3 separate regions of the Mus musculus genome follow, and regions 1 and 3 are each linked to region 2. The links are chromatin contacts, called in public ChIA-PET and HiChIP or PLAC-seq maps. All regions are on one chromosome and are shown on one strand. Each heading gives the region's core, a stretch centred on a gene start, on an enhancer-like site or on the middle of the called end of the contact. The rest is flanking DNA. Distances are from core to core; before and after follow the strand shown. Region 1 has its middle 38 kb from the start of Tox2. Region 2 holds the start of Ift52 (intraflagellar transport 52). Region 3 overlaps Tox2 (TOX high mobility group box family member 2).

Region 1 (3,294 bases), core at 532-3,031, 150 kb before region 2:
AGGGAAGCACGATGCTACCCCATCTCAGCCTGCCCTGGCTTCTGAGTGATTTCAGACAACTCTGTGAGATGGAAGAAAAGGGACAGGCTGCCAGCTCTCCCTACCAGGAACCTAGTGACGCTCACTGACACTCCTAGACCAGGTTAGAAGCTGTGCAGCCATCCCTGCCTGAGTGAAAGGGCAGGATCTCTTCCGGGAGACCGGCTGGGGCCACTCTGCAGAGTGGAACCAGAACCTGCACATCTCCCACGCCTACGTGATGAGGGAGGGGACAAGCGTTGTCAGCGGGACTCACTCCCCAGATCATGTCACTGGGTCTTAGTGGAACCCAGGTTCAGACCACAGAGCAGTGCTGTCAAAGGTGACAACCACTCATTTTTAAACACTCCGACTGTGGGCAGCATCGGGGTAAAATATACAGGAGTCGTCTCAGACACTACCAAAAGACAAGAGCAGAAAAGATCTCATTAATAAATTTCTACTCGGATTGCATGCTGAAATGAGGATATTTTAAGTGTGTTGCAATAAATAGAATGTGGTGCTAAAATCCATTTCACATTTCGTTGTATGTTTTTAATAGAGCTGCCGAGATTATAAAGTTCTGGATGTGGTAAGCATCCTGCGTCAATAAACAGCAGGCTTTTGCCCTAGAGATTTCCACACTGGAGTTTTTCTTTTTGCCACAGCTAGCTAGCTGCAGGTTCTTTTCACTCTGCCCAGAAAGGAATCACTGGTAAGCACAGAGAAAGTCCCTTCGGGTTGGTGGCCCCGAGTTCCAAAGACTGCTGAGCTGAGCTTCCAAACCCTGGGGATCCAGGCTGTGAGCCTTCAGACCTGGAGACTGGTAGTAGCTCCAGGACCCCCAGCCTGTGGCTTCCTGCTCAGGCAGGAACTTATTCTTCTGGTCACAGAATGCCAGCACTCACAGCTCCTCTTAGGGCTTCTGAGTGTTGATGTCAGGACCCACAATGCTTTAGCCCTTGGTGGCTCTCTGAAATCTGCCAGTGACCAAGGTTTGCAAACATTATCCTGTCTTTGTACTGTCTTCTTTGCTCTCTGGGATTCTTCAGCTGTCTCCTACTGTTGATCTATGGGGTTGCCTAGGTGGTTTGAATGAGAATCTCGAGAATGGCCCCCATAGGTTGTTTTGGAAAGGACTAGGAGGAGTGGCCTTGTTGGAGGAGGTGTTATCTCTGGGGGCGACTTTGAAGTTTCAAAAGACATCACCATTCCCAGGTTAGGAGGGAGGGAGAGGGAGGGAGAGGGAGGGAGAGGGAGGGAGGGAGGGGGAGAGAGAGAGAGAGGGAGGAAGGGAAGGAGGGAGGGAGGGAGGGAGGGAGGGAGAGAGAGAGAGAGAGAGAGAGAGAGAGAGAGAGAGAGAGAGAGTGAGAGAGAGACTTGCTTCATGTTTGTAGATCAAAAATGTGAGCTCTCAGCTACTGCTCCAGCACCATGCCTGAGTACTGCCTTCTTCCCCATGATAGTCTTGGTCTCTAACTCTCTGAAACTGTAAACTCAAAATGAAACACTTTGATTTATAAGTTAGTTTTCTTGGTCCTGGTGATTTATCGCAGCAATAGAAAAGTAACTAAGACAGTTGGGTGTTTTTAGTTTTGCTTTTGCTTTTGCTTTTGGTTTGTTTTGTTTAATATATAAGTCTGTCTGGAATTCTCTAACCACCTCCGGCATTTTAACTGCCTGCTCACCACCACCACGGCCTATCAGCAGCTGCTCTTTCGGCAGCAGCTAGCCAAGCCTGCTCTACCCAGGTACAGACCACAGTAGGCAGACACTGTCTTCGTTACTTTCCTGTCACTGTGATCAAAATACTTTGATGAAAGGAACTAAGGAAGACGGGGCTTCTTCTGGCTTACAGTTTACGGTTCTGGTTCACCATGAAGGGGAGTCACATGAGGAGCTTGAGACACCTGGCCACACTGCATCCGGTGGACAAGAAGCAGAGAGAGAACAAGGCACGCTCAGCTTGCCGTCTCCTCTTCACACAGCCCAGGGTCCCCTGCCCAGGAAATGGTTCCACCCGCAGTTAAGATGGGTCTTCCCACAGCAATTAAAGTAACCAAGATAATCCCTCACAGACGTTTGAAACCCTAACCTTGGACCGTTCTAGATAACCCCTGAACGGTGTGCCCAGAGGGTCATTCATCTACCAATGAGTCTAGATTTCTCAAGTTGACAGCACAAACCAAGCAGAGACTACGCGGGAGACGCCTCTATATTGGACCTAATGTTTCAACGTGGGAATTCTACACAGGAAAGAAGCTGACTGACTAATCCAACACAGTCTGCCTCTATAAACCAGGGGTACAGAGATTCTAATCCTGCCAATCACAACCCGCGCATGCGCAGCTCTGGTACGTGCGTAGATTCTATTTCTGCCAATCACAACCCGCACATGCGAAGTTTTGGGTCCGCCCATCACAAGCCACACAAGTGTAGTAAACACAATCCTTGAAGTTAGGGTTTAAAAGCGAAATATTCCCCCAGAGGCTCGTGTACTTGAACATCCAGTCCCCATGGGGGCGCCTCTGTGTGGGAAGACTATGGAATCTGTAGAAAGTGAAGTCTTCGGCAATTGAGATCAGGTACTAATCTTGCAAACGACCCAAGTTTGGCTTTCAGCACCTACACTGGGCTGCTCACAAGTGCCTGTGACTCCAACTGCAGGGAATCTGACGTCCACTTCTGGCCTCTGCCAGGTACCTGCACGCACATGTGCATATCCCCCAACCTCTCTCACACACACATTTACATGTAATTAAAAGTAAAATAAATCTTTTTTTAAAAATTAGAAAGCAGGCCATCTATAGCAGATATGCAGGCTGTTCTTCATAATGGTCCCCCAACAACTGGAGCTGGGGCTTACCCTGGCTCTGTTGCCTGCCCGTGGATCCCAAACCCCTAACCGGGCTGCCTTGTCTAGCCTCAGTGGGAGGGGATGTGCCTACTCCTGCAGTGACTTGATTGGTACTCAGGGGGAACCTCCCCCTTACCAGATGAGAGGGGGGTGTATAAGGAAGGGCTGTGTGAGGGGGGACTGGGAGGAGAAGGGGGGCTGCGATCAAGATGTAAAGTGAATATATAAATTCATGAAGAAAAAAAGACAAAAATAATTAGAAAGCAGAGCCGTGCCGGAATGTCACTAGTAGGCAGGCTTTGACGTTTTACAGCCTGGCCCCATTTCCTGTTCTCTCCCTATATCCCATCTGCTGATCGGTTGTGACAGGCTACCCTCATGCTCCTGCCGCCATAACCCTTCTGCAGCTTCAAGCCGGT
Region 2 (3,374 bases), core at 11-2,510:
TTTATTATATGTAAATACACTGTAGCTGTCTTCAGACACACCAGAAGAGGGAGTCAGATCTTGTTACGGATGGTTGTGAGCCACCATGTGGTTGCTGGGATTTGAACTCTGGACCTTCGGAAGAGCAGTCAGGTGCTCTTACCCACTGAGCCATCTCACCAGCCGGTTTTCTTTCTTTCTTTGTTTATTTATTTATGGTTTTTCGAGACAGTGTTCCTCCTGTGTAGCACTGTCACTCTCTCTGTAGACCAAGCTGGGGTTAAAGGTGTGTGCCATCACAGCCGGCTAACAGAGCTGTACTTGAACATGCTTGTTTTCATTTTGTGTACCTACAATGCTGTACTCTGCCTTCTCCAGTTTCCTGATTAGAACGTCACAACGATCATGTTAGTGATATTGACCTATTACTACACGGTGCCACAAAGAACCCAAACATCACAGTACTGAGATTTATATTTTTCTGCTTTTGAGACGTATTTGGGGTGGGAGCAGATTTCTGGGAAAAGTGAATACCCTTCTCTGAGTACTGAATTGCTCTTAACGGAAGAATACACTTCGAGGTAACAGTTTACTGTAGTTTAACCCCACCACCTCCTTCTGAAGGAGCAGTAGATCTGGGGTCCTGTCCTATTAGAATTAGAAATGAGTTTCCCTAAGAATAGGATAAGGTTTAAAAATCGGTAATAATAAGAATATTGAAACAATATTTGGGTAGCACTGCCCAACCATTCTCTTATTTTTTCTTCAATAATCTAACATGGTATACTAAATTTTGCCAAAGTGACGAAAAACACCAAGCGTGGTTGCAACGATAGCTGAGTCTGATTTGATGGCTCCCCATCCTAGGTTTTTTCATATTCTACAGGACTACGACAAATCCGCGCAGTCCGAGGAGCTAGAAATTCTACATCATCGCCAGGACCAGTTCCCAGCCCACTTCCGCGTCCTCAGTTTACCTCTGCCGACCTCGGGATTCCCACAAGGCTGGCCTAGGGGTCTCCAGAGCGGCATGGCGAGGCCGTCATCGTCTCCAGCCAGACCAACGACCTGGCGGCCCGCACAACCCGACCTCTCCTTACCTGAGGCCAGAGGCCGCCAGGTATCCAAGGCCGCGCGCCGAGAAGGCGTGGCTCCGGGCCCCGAGTGACTTCCGTCGTGGCGTGATGACGACAGCGCGACAGACGTGCTGTGTCTGGTGGCTGCGGACGCTGGGGGCTGTTGGGTAGGGGTTCGGGGCTAGCGCTGGGCTGGCCCGTTTCCCGGTAAAGACTGTATCCAAACTGAAGGAGTCACTTTTTAATAGGGAACCTATATTGTTCATTTGCTAGCAACTGCTATTAAAGACCAATAAGATGGTAGGTCCCCAGGCCGGGAATTCCGGCCTGCCTATGGGCGGGGACTGCTGCGGCAAGCCACGCCCCGGCCTGGCCTGGACGCAGGTTCCGGGCAGGCTCTTGCCGGGTAGCGATCAGGAGACCTAAAATGCCAGGTCTTACCAAAATTTAGAAGTAGAAGCTGGGGTAGGGAGTGGTGACGCGCCGGAGATGTAGTACTATTGTGGAGCTGGGGAAGCGTTTCGGGAAGAGGTACTGGCTTGGGCCAACGGTTGCCATGGAAACGGGAAACACGCTTGCTTCCGCAGAGGCTTCACTGAGAGAGGGCTGTCTGTGGCTTTGTAGTCAAAGCCTCTGCAGCCTCAAAACTTGGAGCAGGCACATGTAGGAAGCTCAGCAGTTTTTATTTTCATCTATGTCTTAATACAGAGCAGTATGCGTTAAGGATATTAAAATACACAAGTTTTAAGGCACTTTTCACGACTGTGGTTATGACGATTTTAGAAAGTGGGAAAGAGTGTGAAAGAGAACGATCTCTTCTCTCCCACTGAAGATCAAATCCAGAGCCTTCCACATCGTGAGCTGTACCATTGAGTTAAGTCTCAGCCAGGAAACTTTTCTAGTGGAGTGCTGCAGAATTGAATAGAGTGTGCAATTAAGGATGCAAATGATCAAGTGTGCAATTAAGGATGCAAATGATCAGGATCTGGACTTGGGCAAGTCACGGGATCATTCGGTACTGTAAGTGTACTAGAAGTGCCAGGACACCAGACCGGGAGCAGCTCCTGGAGCAGTTCTCTCACTGTACCAAGTTGCAGAAGGAGCTTGAGGGTTTTAGAGTCAGCTGCTCCGAAGTCCGGTGTCTGAGAAATGACTTGTATCTGGTGAACTTGAACATGCTGCTTAATTGGAGCATTTTCTACGTGTAAATTGAGGATAGATTCTAAAGGTTTATTATGAGGATTATGGATTGAATTGAGATGGCTCAGCAGGTAAAAAGGCTGAGCCTGACATCCTGAGTTAAATCCCCGAGTCCCACATAATCGAAGTAGAGAACCGATTTCTGTAAATTGTCCTCTTGACCTCTACAAGTATTCTGTGGCATGTTTATGCGCGCGCGCACACACACACATACAAATATGAATCTCAATCTCTCTCTCTCTCTCTCTCTCTCTCTCTCTCTCTCTCTCTCTCTCTTGCTCTGTTTGTTTTTTTTCAAGACAGGGTTTCTCTGTGTAGCCCTGGCTGTCCTGGAACTCACTTTGTAGACCACGCTGGCCTCAGACTCAGAAATCTGCCTACCTCTGCCTCCCAAGTGCTGGGAGGTGTGCGCCACCATCGCCTGGCCAAATACGAATTTCAAAAGGATATATTTTAGAACACTATGTATACAGTGTTCTGCCTACATGTATGACTGCACACCAGAAGAGGGTACCAGACCTCATTATATATTGTTATGACCTACCATGTGGTTACTGGGAATTGAACGCAGGATCTCTGGAAGAGCAGCCAGTGCTCTTAACCTCTGAGCCATCTCTTCAGCCCCCATCAATACAAATTTTGAAATGGGATATTCATATATATATATATATATATATGTATATATATATATATATATATATATGTCAGTTTCATAGTATACTTGTTCATTTTCTATCTTGGTGAAGCATTCTGTGACTTTACAATCTTAGAACAGCTGATTGTGGACTTCTGGCAGCATGTTCAGGTTTCGGACAGTCACCCTCCTGTAAGAGGGAAGATTTGTCCTCTCCTTGTGTCTCACCTCTAGCAGTTAACCCACACTAGGAAAGATAAGAACCAGTTTCTTTCCGTATCAAAGCTTAATAGTAATTCTTGACTGAGCTTTGATCTCCAATAGAACAGTGTTGCAGGTGTTCTCTTTGGTTTTTAATGTGTCCCAGCCCTGAGCCCTGCCTCCCCTCTTCATTCCTAGGGCAAGGGACAAAGGGGACAAAACTGAGAGGAAAGGAGTGGGACCAAATATAGAGGGAAAGTCAGTAAAAATCACCAGCATACACT
Region 3 (3,537 bases), core at 1,030-3,529, 220 kb before region 2:
GGGGGCTCTGGTGTCTGTCTCCTTGCCCCTACCTTATCATCATCCCAGAACACTCTCTTCTTCATTTCTCTGCCCCATGAATTCCAATTTTTTTCTAACTTCTGTTTCCTTGAAGGCATTCTGGCAACATGCTCCACCCAATGATCTTGCACTAAAAAGTTCACACTTTTGAGTACACCAGAAAACCCCCATTTAGGTAAAATCAGCTTTGGGCTTAGTTCTTCTCAGCTGTGAAAGCTTTGGTGGCAGTATGGATTTCGGAATCTGAGCACCGCTTCCCCTGTGTACCAGCTGGGTGACCTTTGACCTCACTTCTCATGCTCTCGGTTCCCTTACTTATAAAACAGCAGCTAGGGCTGGGGAAATGTCTCAGCAGATAAAGCACTCGCCCTGCAAGTGAGTAAGGTTCAGAGGTCAGAGCCTCAGGACCAATGCAAATTCGGCAGATTCTGAACTAGTGAGGAAGTCCACCTGTAACCCCAGTGTTTGGAAGATGGAGGCAGGGGATTTTCAGAGAAAGCTGGCTAGTGAGACTAGCCAAAGCAGTGGGCTCTGGGTTCAAAGACCCTGCCTCAAAGGATAAAGAGCAAATGGAGGAAGACTCCATACGCGCACACATGCATATGTGTCTATGCACCCATGCAAACACGTCCCCTTGTGTGTTTGAAGGTACATACACACATGCACAGATTTCAAAAAAGAGTTGCTCTTCCTACCTCATGACAATTCTGGTGTCCGTTATCAGATATCCAATCGTAATCAGATATCCAATAGCAGATGATATCTCTAACGCAGTGTTTTAAAATGTTAACTATTCCTGACAGTTGCTTAGTAGTGGCTTTCTAACTTTGCAATTACAAGCTCACTCATATCCCTTGATCAGTCCCAACCCCGCAGTTCACTCATGACCTTGTCCCCTATGTCACTGAAAAGCCTAGGCCATCCAGCTTGCCCCCGACGCTCCCAATCTTCCCTAGTTATTTATGTCTCACCCATTCTGGTTCCCTTTCCTTTAGCTGGACAGGCTCAGTGCTTCCCTCCAGTTCATGGTCAGATCCTTCTCTTTGAGCCCCAGGTCCAAATTGCCCTTCCCCTAGTCTTGGTCCTGGTTTAAGTGCCAAGTGAGGCCAGCCAGGGCCACTGTTGTATCAAGAACTAACAACGAGTTCCTAAACCCCTATGTGCTTCAGAGCAGCCCCCACATGCCAGGCGCTGCCGATCCTCCTGGGAAAGAGAAATTAGAAATCGTGGGAAGCGCAGGTGTTCAGAGGATGCTGAGGGGTGGTTGCTTGCCTACCATGTGCAAACAGTGCACTAGATATCAGGCGGGGTGTAGTGATCAGACACGGCCCTGCCTTCCAGAAGCCACCAGTCAAGTGGTCTGGTCTTTTTTCCAGCCTTTCAGATGACAAATGGCCACTCCCTAGCCCCAGCTCTAAGCCACAATAGAGGACCACAGACCAGTTCATAGCCCATCCTGACCGCCACGGTCAGCTTTGCATTGGCCAGCCTCTGAAAGCCAAGTGACCAATAACGGCCTACTTCAACAGCCTTGTGGCCACAGCTGGGTCATTTGCCAGCCCACACAGGTTCTCTTTCTAAGTATCTTAGTCCACTCCGCCATGCTTCCCTGAGCATCAATACCAGCCTCAGCCTGACTTGTAACACTAAAGTAAAGCAGTGAACATAGCTCTCATCTCACCCTCAAGCAGTGATGTTTCCTATGACAGCCGTGACAGGGACCAGGACAGGGTTAGCAGGGGAGGAGAAGCAGGGAGGATGGCTTCTCAACAGAGGCACTTAGGCAGGGCTCAGACATAGGAACAGACAAGGCAAAAAGCAGGAACATGACATCCGATCGTTGTGAGCATGCGCCAGTGACCAGCTTTCCAGACCCAGAGCGATGCCTGGGCATCTCATTAGAACCCCCTAGAAATAGCAAGGCCGCCACCAGCAGCCCCACTATGGAGATGACCAAAGTGAGATGCGGGGTACTTGGAAGCTTGCCCAGAGCCAGCCAGTGCTTTTAACCCTGTTCTTAAGCCTGGGTACCAAAGCTGCAACTGTGAAAAAGCCGCTGATTCTCAGCTCTGCACAGAGACACAGGTCAAAAGTGGAGGCTGCACAGCTCTCAGCCCAGCCAGTTGCAAGGCACCATGTGATGTGCCTGCAGCGATCTGAAGAGAAAGGCTCAAAGCAGCTCTCTGCTCCTGCCAGGCCTGCTGCAGCCGGTGACAACTCTCAGTCTGCACGGACAGAGTTGAGGTCTGTCGACAGCAGCAAGAGTGTGTCAGCTGTGATCTGGGCTCTGCAGAGAGCCGGGTATCACATGGAAGATTCAGCAGACAGGCGAGGGGAAAGAGACGTTTGCAGATGAGAGAGGATCAGAATTGGCCTAACTAAGGGAACCCTCAGGCTTGAGCAAATCCAGGCCCACGACCACATGGAGAAGTGCAATTATAGTTTATCCAGACACAGATGCCAGGCTGCCAGGGTTCAAATGCTGGGCAGACTGAATTCTCCACTCTCCTGAGATATTTGCATTTTTTATTAGATATTTTCTTTATTTACATTTCAAATGTTATCGCCTTTCCTGGTTTCCCCTCCAAAAACCCCCTATCCCATCCCCTCCTCCCCCTGCTCACTAACCTACCCACTCCCACTTCTCTGTCCTGACATTCCCCTATACTGGGGCATCAAGCCTTCACAGGACCAAGGGCCTCTCCTCTCATTGATGTCCCACAAGTCCATCCTCTGCTACATATGAGGCTGGAGCTATCTGATTGGTGGTTTAGTCCCTGGGAGCTCTGGGGGTTCTGGTTGGTTCATACTGTTGTTCCTCCTATGGGGTTGCAAACCCCTTCAGCTCTGGGCCCTGGGAAGACCCTTGTTTCCACTGCCCACAGAAGTTAGTAACATTGTTCTAGTCAATAGAAATCATCAAGAAGTATTGTGGTGGCTACAGTCACCACAGTAGTCACAGATGAGTGCTACCGGAGCCAGGCTCCTCTGGAAGGTGGATCCCATCTCTACCTCACAGATGGGGACCCCAGCCCTCTCCACCAGACTCCTAGAAATGTGGTTTGTTCACACTGAGGTGTTTGAGTATTTGATATACACCAGATCTCAAAGACATAAAAACAGCAAGAATGTCCAGTACTTCATCAAAAATGTTATATTAAGTACACATAGGAACAACCCTTTAGCTGACCTAGGTCACCAGAAGATACCATTAAAGTTCATCCCGCCCCTCTCCTTGTACTTCCTTAGTATGTGGCTACAAAGATACTCAAAAGCACATCATGTGGCTTGTTTTACAATCTATTTATTTCTGCTTCCCTTGCACTGGGAGATGGAACCCAAGGCCTCCTACGTACTGCCCCAGACTCTCTGCCACAGAATTGAGACCCAGCCCCACCTGCGATCCTTTTCTGCTTGACCTGGCTGATCTAGATTCTGGCCCAGCCACCATCTGCCCCAGACCCAGGGCTCTGGACAGGGCAAACTCAGCATCAGCAATGGCCAAATCCATTTCTC

What was found. ChIA-PET counts read pairs in DNA pulled down with a chosen protein or histone mark. HiChIP or PLAC-seq counts read pairs in DNA pulled down with a chosen protein or histone mark.
Region 1: an RNA polymerase II ChIA-PET map of memory CD8 T cells shows a contact between it and region 2, with 21 read pairs. The contact joins the enhancer-like site here to the promoter of Ift52 in region 2. A contact is called at or near these places in 4 of 115 datasets of contacts at active chromatin or transcription factors (bone marrow-derived macrophages, double positive thymocytes, embryonic stem cells and 1 more) and 2 of 9 other capture datasets (adipose tissue and pancreatic islet).
Region 3: a contact with region 2 is called in an H3K4me3 HiChIP or PLAC-seq map of the SCID.adh cell line, with 12 read pairs. The contact joins the enhancer-like site here to the promoter of Ift52 in region 2. A contact is called at or near these places in 6 of 39 promoter capture datasets (the C10 cell line, the HPC-7 cell line, embryonic stem cells and 3 more), 1 of 484 Hi-C or Micro-C datasets (nephron progenitors) and 3 of 115 datasets of contacts at active chromatin or transcription factors (the SCID.adh cell line, embryonic stem cells and memory CD8 T cells).

Annotation. Positions count from the first base shown.
Region 1 is chr2:163,163,193-163,166,486 of GRCm38.p6, reverse strand. No RefSeq gene overlaps it. Among named protein-coding and RNA genes, the nearest start is that of Tox2, 38 kb to the left of the region's middle. Within about 2 kb of position 1,781, at least 36 of the 459 cell types and tissues checked have an H3K27ac peak or open chromatin away from gene starts, as enhancers often do. A contact at or near this core is called in memory CD8 T cells, where this site is marked.
Region 2 is chr2:163,015,239-163,018,612 of GRCm38.p6, reverse strand. Ift52 (intraflagellar transport 52) reads right to left here and starts at 1,260. Exons shown (of 13, transcript NM_172150.5): 1 at 1,080-1,260.
Region 3 is chr2:163,238,838-163,242,374 of GRCm38.p6, reverse strand. All of the region lies in intron 1 of Tox2 (TOX high mobility group box family member 2), which reads right to left. Among named protein-coding and RNA genes, the nearest start is that of Tox2, 37 kb to the right of the region's middle. Within about 2 kb of position 2,279, at least 6 of the 459 cell types and tissues checked have an H3K27ac peak or open chromatin away from gene starts, as enhancers often do. A contact at or near this core is called in the SCID.adh cell line, where this site is marked.